Regions from separate parts of the Mus musculus genome. Here region 2 is linked to region 1. The links are chromatin contacts, called in public Hi-C maps. All regions are on one chromosome and are shown on one strand. Each heading gives the region's core, a stretch centred on a gene start, on an enhancer-like site or on the middle of the called end of the contact. The rest is flanking DNA. Distances are from core to core; before and after follow the strand shown. Region 1 holds the start of Mroh5 (maestro heat-like repeat family member 5). Region 2 has its middle 16 kb from the start of Gm52173.

What was found. Hi-C and Micro-C count contacts between places; a contact is called where the count stands out from the background.
Region 2: a Hi-C map of cerebral cortex shows a contact between it and region 1, with 2.1 times the contacts expected there. The contact joins the enhancer-like site here to the promoter of Mroh5 in region 1. A contact is called at or near these places in 3 of 39 promoter capture datasets (the HPC-7 cell line, epiblast stem cells and hippocampal neurons), 1 of 15 datasets of contacts at CTCF or cohesin (stem cell-derived epiblast-like cells), 6 of 484 Hi-C or Micro-C datasets (LSK cells, cerebral cortex, cortical neurons and 2 more), 2 of 115 datasets of contacts at active chromatin or transcription factors (embryonic stem cells and neural progenitor cells) and 3 of 9 other capture datasets (adipose tissue, liver and pancreatic islet).

What each region holds. Positions count from the first base shown.
Region 1 is chr15:73,837,711-73,842,020 of GRCm38.p6, forward strand. Mroh5 (maestro heat-like repeat family member 5) reads right to left here and starts at 1,961. Exons shown (of 11, transcript NM_001368162.1): 1 at 1,858-1,961. It overlaps Gm6569 (predicted gene 6569), which reads left to right. Exons shown (of 4, transcript NM_001374241.1): 4 at 1,719-2,198. The coding sequence ends at 2,179.
Region 2 is chr15:73,885,125-73,889,444 of GRCm38.p6, forward strand. No RefSeq gene overlaps it. Among named protein-coding and RNA genes, the nearest start is that of Gm52173, 16 kb to the right of the region's middle. Within about 2 kb of position 2,652, at least 35 of the 459 cell types and tissues checked have an H3K27ac peak or open chromatin away from gene starts, as enhancers often do. A contact at or near this core is called in cerebral cortex, cortical neurons, forebrain and 1 more, where this site is marked.

The DNA.
Region 1 (4,310 bases), core at 711-3,210:
TCCTCTCTTCCTTCTTCCCTCCCTCCTCTCTTCCTTTCCATCCCACCCCTTCCCTCCCTTTCCCTCTTCCCTCCCTTCTCCCCTCCCTCCTCCCCTCCCTCCCCAGGTGATTTCATCCACTCTTTTGGCTCTAAATGCCATTTCCCCAGGTCTGTCTCCAGCCAGCTATGTTCTCCATGGGTCTATCTGAAGGCTTCAACCCAACCCATCCCAAATCAAACTCTCCACCCTCTGACCTCAGTTGCTTCTCTTTCATCTTTGCCCTTCTCTAGCAAGTGGTGGCCAGAGGTTTCCCTCCTCCACAGCGCTCCCACTCCACGTCTCCACACTAACTAGCTTTAAGACATCTTCAGACAGCAGGGCTCTTCTCACTGCTGTCCTGGCGACAGCGGCTTCACCCAGACCAGAGGCAGCTACCACTGCCCTCTGTACTGTACCTCTGTAACTATACTCACCTGGAACAATGGCAGGCTGATAAAACCATCCTGCCCATGCCCAGGGCTGTCACTGTCCCCTCTCCCACGACCCACTGCAGCCCTCTCTCCTCCAAAACTTGTCTCTACCAGCACCTCAGAGGAATTCCCACAGCCCCTTCTGTGGCTTCACCCGATCCTGGTACTGAGGAGTAAGACAGAGACTTCGAAGGCAGCCAGGGAGACAGGATAGGCTGCAGGGATTGGGGCAGGGTTCACTGGTCCTCTGAGCTGTAGATTGAGGGTGTGACCCTTGCAGGTCCTGCCTGTGCATCTCAAACCATCTGCAGGTCTGGCTCTCCCCACTGGGCTAGGTGGGTCACCTCCAGTTCATCTCTCCTCCTGGCATAACACCCCTCATCCTGCTCAAGGTTCTGACTCAAGAAGGCATTTGTTTATCTACGGAGGTGGAAGAACAGGCTTTGCTGTCTGGCTCATGGCTACAGGCAGTACCTAGTCCAGAGCCTGATTGCACACAGCAGGTGCTCAGTAAGTGCACTAAGTAAGAATAGTAACAGAGGCCCCTCGGCATGGGTGCGGCACTGTGGGGGTTTATTGCAGCCCTACAGCATGGTTTTCCTATCCTTAGACCTTTGCCTGTAGCAAATATGGAATGTTGACCCCAATTGCATTGTGGGAGCCCACATATTTTCTAGCCTGAAACTGGGACTGGTCCCCATCCAGGGGACCAGCATCTGCTGCCATGCCAAGTCCCTGCACCCCGTATCTCCCCGTGAGAGCTCCACTCTCCTTACCCTTGCTTCCTCCTCATGGGAACCAAGCTGAAGACCCCAGGCCAGGCCCACAGTCTGCATATTCACAGTAGTCAGCTTGGATTTTGTTGATCCTCCTGCCCTAACGGCTGCTTGCCGCCACCTGCTGGGTGAATCCTACTATCTGAGCCTCCTGGCTAACTCGCTTCCTCCCCATCTTGAACTTTCTGCCCAGCAGCCTGACTTTTTCATACTCTCGGGACCTTGCAGGCCTTCACAGCCTGCTGATGCTGTTCCTCAGGACAGTGGACAACTTCCCCTTTGCAGGGAGAGGTGACAGGAGGTAGGAGAGAGGTCAGGGATGGAGGCAGGTCCCCCTTAGGTGTTGAGAAGGGGCTCATTTCTCACTCCCCAGTGGTCCCCACCTGTTTCTTCTGGCCCAGTGGCCTCTCCTTCCATGACCCCAGCCTCCCCGCGCCGGGGACAAGCGTGTCCCCCCCCCAGCCCCCGCTGACTGTCGCGCCCGCCGCAGGACCGGCTGCACCCCCCGCACCGCGCTTCCCCGACATCTACGGCGGCGACGCGCAGCTTTGGGAGGCGCATTTCCGCGGCATCGGGCGCGCCTACCGCGCTTTGGGCAAAGAGGACGACTTCGCTATCCGCGTGCTCACCGAGGACTTCACGCTGCCTTTCCCGTTCGCCTGGCCGCCAGGCCCGGACCCGGCCACCGGGCCGCTCTTCTACGACCCGCGGGACCGCGCGGGCTTCGACTTCCTGCTGCGCGGCCCCGGCGCGCCTCCCCCAGCGCTGCTGCGACCCCTGCACGCCACGGCGCAGGCGGCCGAGCGCAAGCGGCGCCTGGAGCGCCTGGCGCTGAGCTACGCCGGCGCTGGCAGGCCACCCGGCTTGGTGCTGCTGGCGCCCGCCGCCGCCGCCTTCCCTCCCGAAGCTGGCCGTCCTGCTTGGCGCGCCCTTCCCCGTGACAGTGAATAAAGCCTCTGCTTCTCCCGTTCCCGCGTCTGGCCTCGCCCTGTACCGTGAACCAGGGAAGCCGGGGAGGGGACGCGGGACACGATGCCTGCACCTTCTCAACCGCCTAGTGAGTCTGAGAGTCAGGTGGAAAAGGTGACTCCGGCAGGCTGTGAGGATGAGATGATCCTGGGGAAGGTGGGAGGTCAGGACTTCATCCCCCAGTTGTCATTCTTGCTCAGCTCTAGGATGGGAAGTTACACGATCTCATCTGGTGTGGACTGCTTGGCCTCCAAGGAGTAGCTGGATGCTGGCTGTCCTTGTGTCTCACTCCAAGGGCCACCGCGTCTCAGGTTTCTATGACAGTCGCTAGGGATGCACAAGGGTAGAGTGTAAGCATGGAAAATATGAGAGAGGCAGTGTCAGGAAGGAGTTCTGACAGTCTCCAGCCTGCCTTCTTCTCTGTCCCCTCCCAGAAGGATCCTGTCTACTCCCTTGAAAATCCGAGAGGATTTCCTGGAATATGGCACATGTGACCTGGGCTTCCAGCTTGTCCCTATCTAGGTCGAAAATTTTAGGCAGAAGTCTGTGTGGGCAGCAAGGAAGGACTGCCTAGCCCTGGTGACATCTCTACATCGTGTGATATCAAGCAGTAAGGCTGAGTGGCCTTTAGTGAAAGGGCCAGGCTCCATCCTGATTTGGGGGGTGGGGGACCTTTGGGTTCCTGGTGTAGAGGAGCCTGTGGGCTGGAGGCCCGTTTCCACACAAGAGCATCTGGACTTGAGATTTTGCTTCTGTTTTTGTTTGTTTCTTCTAATACAGGAGTTATTTATAATTTCCCAGTGCTGGGAGGAAAAAAAAATTCCAAGTCTTGGCAGAACAACTTAGATGGAATGTTCACTTTAGGGGATGTGGTGGAGAAGCAGGGACAGGAGAGGGAAGAAAGAGGGGGAAGAGGAGAAGGAGCAGGAGGAGGAGGGAGAGGAGGAGGAGGAGCAGGAGGAGCAGGAAGAGAAGAAGGAGGAGCAGGAGGAGCAGGAGCAGCAGGAGGAGCAGGAGGAGCAGGAGCAGGAGGAGGAGCAGGAGGAGGAGCAGGAGCAGGAGGAGGAGCAGGAGGAGGAGCAGGAGGAGCAGGAGCAGGAGCAGGAGGAAGAGGAGGAGCAGGAGCAGGAGCAGGAGGAGCAGGAGGAGCAGGAGCAGGAGGAGCAGCAGGAGCAGAGCAGGAGCAGGAGCAGGAGCAGGAGCAGGAGCAGCAGCAGGAGCAGCAGCAGGAGCAGGAGCAGGAGGAGCAGGAGGAGGAGCAGGAGGAGGAGCAGGAGGAGGAGCAGGAGGAGGAGCAGGAGCAGGAGGAGCAGGAGGAGCAGGAGGAGCAGGAGCAGCAGGAGCAGCAGGAGCAGCAGCAGGAGCAGCAGCAGGAGCAGCAGCAGGAGCAGCAGCAGGAGCAGCAGCAGGAGCAGGAGCAGGAGCAGGAGCAGGAGCAGGAGCAGGAGCAGGAGCAGGAGCAGGAGCAGGAGCAGGAGCAGGAGCAGGAGCAGGAGCAGGAGACACAGTACAACAACAAAGGCAGCTTAGGCTACAGAGGAGGGGATCTCTTCCTCCCTATCCTCCACTGTACTGGCCTGAACTCCAACTTCCGCTTTAGGCTCCTTCTCATCTTGGGTGTCACTTCAACTGTACCGAGGTGTCCAATGGTGTCCTCGTAACACTGTCTTTCATTTGATTCCTAGTGAGGCAGCATCTGTCTTGACTGTGTACTGGTGTTTGTCTGTCCATATGGTATATTAGCTGTTTAGGCTCCTTAAAAGCAAGCAGACCTTAGATGCGGAGGTTATCCTCCAAACACAGGCAGGGTATCAAGGAAGCCTGCTGAGCAAAGAAGGGGGAAGGAGGCAAGGCAGATCACACTGTGGGCGATTGGAGGCATTCCTCAAAGCCATGCTCCCAGGGACAGGAGGCTCACTGCCTCTTCATTGTGAGGAGTCCTCCAGGCCATTACGTCCCCCAGGTCAGCTTGCCCTGTGGGGATGGAGCACACATCTCCTGTCTCACAGCAGCGATGGGGTCATTTTGTGACTACAGTATAATAACGAAAATTTGGGGGTTGGGCCTTTTGTATTTTTAATCTCGCCTTTCTAGAAATTTATTTTCAAAGCAG
Region 2 (4,320 bases), core at 1,402-3,901, 48 kb after region 1:
TCAGCATGGGAGCAGTTGTCCGTTAGCTATCCCCTCGGCCATGTCTGGCTTGAGGCTGGTCAGGACCCCTCAGGACCATCCTAAGCTCAGGGTGGGATGGCAGAAGTGGGCTGAGCTCTGACCTAAATCTGAATGGGTTAAATCACTCTGAGTTCCCACTGACCTGAGCAAGGAAAGAGAGATGAGGCTCCAGAGAGTCCCTACCAGATGTGGTGATCAAAGCCAGTAGCTTCAGGGCGGAAGACCACAGAGCATACTGGGCATGCTGCTCCCCCACCAGTGACTCATCTCAGCCTCCCAGGAGCCGTGCCTTCTCTCATTTACAGATGGGGAAACTGAGGCCCCATGAACTTACTTAGTGACTGCCAGTCACATAATTGTAAGCACCAGAGACTAGGTACTCAGTAGGACACATAAACATAGTAGGTGGTCATTAGGCTCTCCTTCCTTTTTAATTACTAGCTCCCAGTCCCCTGCCTTAGCTGTTTCTGGTGACTTTGTTCCTCTGTGGACCAGGGCACTTCTACTGTAAACACAATTGCTAGGGTCAGAGCTCAGCCATGACCAGGGAACTTGAAGCTCTAGGATGAGAATTCATGTCTCTTGCTGCCGTTAGAAGGCTGGAGCAGTAGGTTCTACACGTTGGAGCTGGCCAGGCTCAAGGAAGTAGAACATCCCAGGTCCCACCCCCTCATCTCTACACATAGCCTCTATCTCTGCATGCCAGGACTCACAGAAAGCAGGAAATAGGGGACACACCCTATCCTGTATGGAGAGGGTTGTAGCCCAGAGGGGGAATGTATGTGATGGGGGATGTGTCTCATTCATAGGAGCCTAGAGGGCAGGCTGTATGTGGAGACAACCTGATAGTGGAGTATTGAGAACTTTGTTGGGAATGGAAGTCTATGTAGGTCATAGCGAACAGCCTATGTAACCATAGTGACGTGCCAACCAGTGCTACAGGCTGAACTAACCCAGGCAGGGGACATGCCAGAGGAAGGAGGTATCATCCATTGGAGGGCCTTGAAGTGGCCTTGAAGGATAGGAAACCTGGAAGTGTTGGCTCTGCTGCTTTTTTGATCATGACCCTTGTGTCCCAGCTCCACTAGCCTCTCTCTTCCCCAGATGACAACCATGTTGTTTTCAAGGTCATGCCTTTGTATCTAGGCATAAGGTGACAGTGGTACAGTAGTCCCAGAAGCCTCCTGGGTCTGTCCTTGTCTCCTAGATCCTGAACTCTCCTTCCAAAGCCTCAGTTCAGCTCATGGGCTCAGATTTGGGTCTGACTACGGGAGGTGCCTGCATCACAGGGACCCGGGTAGCATGCCTGTCTAGCTATACAGTGTGCATCTGTTGGTATAGCAGGTGGTGTCAGTGAGGCTCCATGTGTTCACGGCACTGGTACCTAGGCCCAGCTAACCTTTTACCCAGCTGTCCTGTCTATGGGGGATATCCCCATGGACTTCATGGTCGAAAATAGTGACTCAACAGGATCATAGGACTAAATGAAAATGCTGGCCTAGCTGAACAGTGTCATGGGGGACTTGAACCTGTGTCACTGACAGCAGATGTCACATTGTTTTGGGACAGTGCTAAAGTTCTCATGCTGGGGGTACTGTAGACTCTTACATGGGATCTAGAACTTCACAGGCCTTGGCCTAAGATTTCCTATATCAAGTTTCTGGCCAGTCTGCAACAGCTTGAGGCCTGTCAGCTAAGTTCTACGGGGCCTATGTCAAGCCATACAAGTCTGTTTTTCCAGCCACAGGCAGCCGTTCCCTTGGGCTTCATCTCTGCTCCTGCCAGTGTTGACCCTGAGTGCCTGCAGGAGCTGAGCTTCCCTTGGAGGAGAGCAGTGGTTCTGGGCTCCCTCCAGGAGGCAGCCCCACGAGAGGAGACTGGCTCATGCTGGCTTCCAAACCCGACACACTTGCCCGGAGTTGTGGGTGGCAGATGGAAGCTGACAAGCTGAATAAATTAGGGTGCGATTACTTTTTAGCAGACGTCATCTGAAACAGCTTGAGGCCCGTTAGTTAAGCACGCCAGGCTGCATGTGCAGAAGGGAGCGTAGCCAGTTCTCTTCATCCGCAGAAGGTTCTCGATGGTGCTGCGGGGTTCAGCCTGCAGGCCTAGGCCTTCCCATTTCTGGGGACCATGGCACGGAGCCTGAAGTGTACTGTCCACACTCTGTTTTCTGTGGGAACCCTGGGCAGGGAGTGTCCCTTGCTCACAGCAGTTGTCTGGCAGGCTCAGCCCGCTGTGATGATGGTTTGGTTACTCCGGAATTCTGAGAGCCAGAGCTTGTCTGATCATTCAGGAGTTATTTATGAGAGCTTAGTGAGCCAGAGGCAATGGTGGGTCTGGATTTAGCAGTGCACTAGAGCCAGAAATCTGTACCTTCCGCCGCATCCAAGCTAAGTGTGATTCAGACCTCAGGTGACAGGGTCAGTTGCGTGCTTCCCAGGTGCTCTCCTGAAGAAGACACTGCAAGTATGAACATGCTGGTGCCCGCTCTCTGGGTGAGTATGAGGGCACTGGTTTGTAGACCCAGAAGCCGGACATGGGAAGGGCACGTGGCTCACCTAGGAGTACTCAGGGTAGGCATTTGCATCATGGTGATTCAGCTCCAGCTCCCTGATCCCCAGCCTAGGTGTGGGAAGCCGGTAAGACAGAACAAGCCTTTGGCCCTTGGAGCAATGAACACCGGATAGGCAGAGCCCAGTGACAGGCTGCAGCGGGCCTGGTTTGCACTGGCTTGTGGCTGCCAGGGTGATCATTTTGGAGGTGGTGGCCTCTGAGTTGAGGAAGCATGAGGTTAGCTGCAGCAGAAGAGTAAGGGGCAGGTAGTATAAGGAGGAGGTGTGGAGGAGCAAGAACCTGTCCAGTAAGAAGAAGGGCAAAGGGGTCCCTAAACTCCAATCAACCATGGCAACATTGCCTGGATTCTTGGTGGACAAAATACCAGCCAGCTTCAGAACTTCCAAATATCTCACTACCCTGACCTCCACCAGGTCTGACTGCCCCTATTCCCACAACTTTCCCGTGCCTCTGTGGAAATCACATCTCTTCCTGTCCTTGTTCCCTGATCACCAGACCCACAGTCACCTCCTCCAGCAGCCTAAGGGATGGTTCAAGGGCACAGTTGGCGTGTCTTTCCTGGAAAGCTTTCTTTCCCTGGAAGGGTCCTTTCAAAACTACACTGTTGGGGGCTGGAGAGATGGCTCTGTGGTTAAAAGCACTGGCTGTTCTTCCAGAGGTCCTGAGTTCAATTCCCAGCAACCACACGGTGGCTCACTACCATTTATAATGGGATCTGATGCCCTCTTCTGGTGTGTGTCTGAAGACAGCGACATGTATTCTTATACCTTTAAAAACAAAACAAAACAAAACAAAACAAAACAAAAACAAACAAATTCAACTCTACTGTCACTGAGGCGGTGGGAGTGGGGATTAATCCTTTTGAAGTTCCAAGGGACAAAATACCCTTGAGTAGACTGGTTGGCTCAATACAGGATCCATCATGACCCTTGGACAATGGAGCCACTGTTTTTTAAGAGCCCACCGTGCACCCAGTGTTTCTCCGGACACTTCTTACGTGCCTCGCAAAGCAGCTCCCATTGTCCTCCTCTGTCTCCAAGGAAGTGAGCTCAGAAAGTCAAGCAGCGAGAAAGTAGAGAAAATGCAGGTTTTGAACCCAGGCACCTCCTCTGGGCCTACCCATCACCTCTGTTCATCTCCTGTGATGGAGACTAGCAGAAAGTCCGGCTAAGCTGGGTAGGTGAGTTTCAGTGTCTGGACCCTGGCAGAAAGGTCTGGGCTGAAGTTGAGAATCCTGTAGGTACAGCCAACACATCAACCCCCAAATCCTCAATGGCAGTAGGCGGGAAGGACATGCCACTGACGTTGGGTAATCTGCAGAACCCTATACTGTCTCAAGGACAAGGACCAGAGAACAAGAAATGAACAATTCTGGGATCCAGCTGGGTCCTCAGGCCAGGCCTCAGCATCACCTGCATGGTGTGACCACATTGCTTGCCTCTCCTCCCTTGGTGGGGCAGCATGCGCTGGCGAAGGCTTGTGAGAACCATAATGGGTTGCTGGAGAGTCACAATTATTTGAACTTATAAGGAAGGGAAGATGGGGGCCATCAGTGCTGGGAGCACCTCCACCTTCCCAGAGGCCTCCACAGATCCATGTAGGTCAGGTGTGAAGGAAGTCCATGAGGTCCTGATGCAGGGTGAGTTTGGCTCCTCAGAGGCACAGTACACAGAGGGTGTTAAGAGGTCTTGTTGAATCTTCTAGCTTTGCCAATATCTAGGA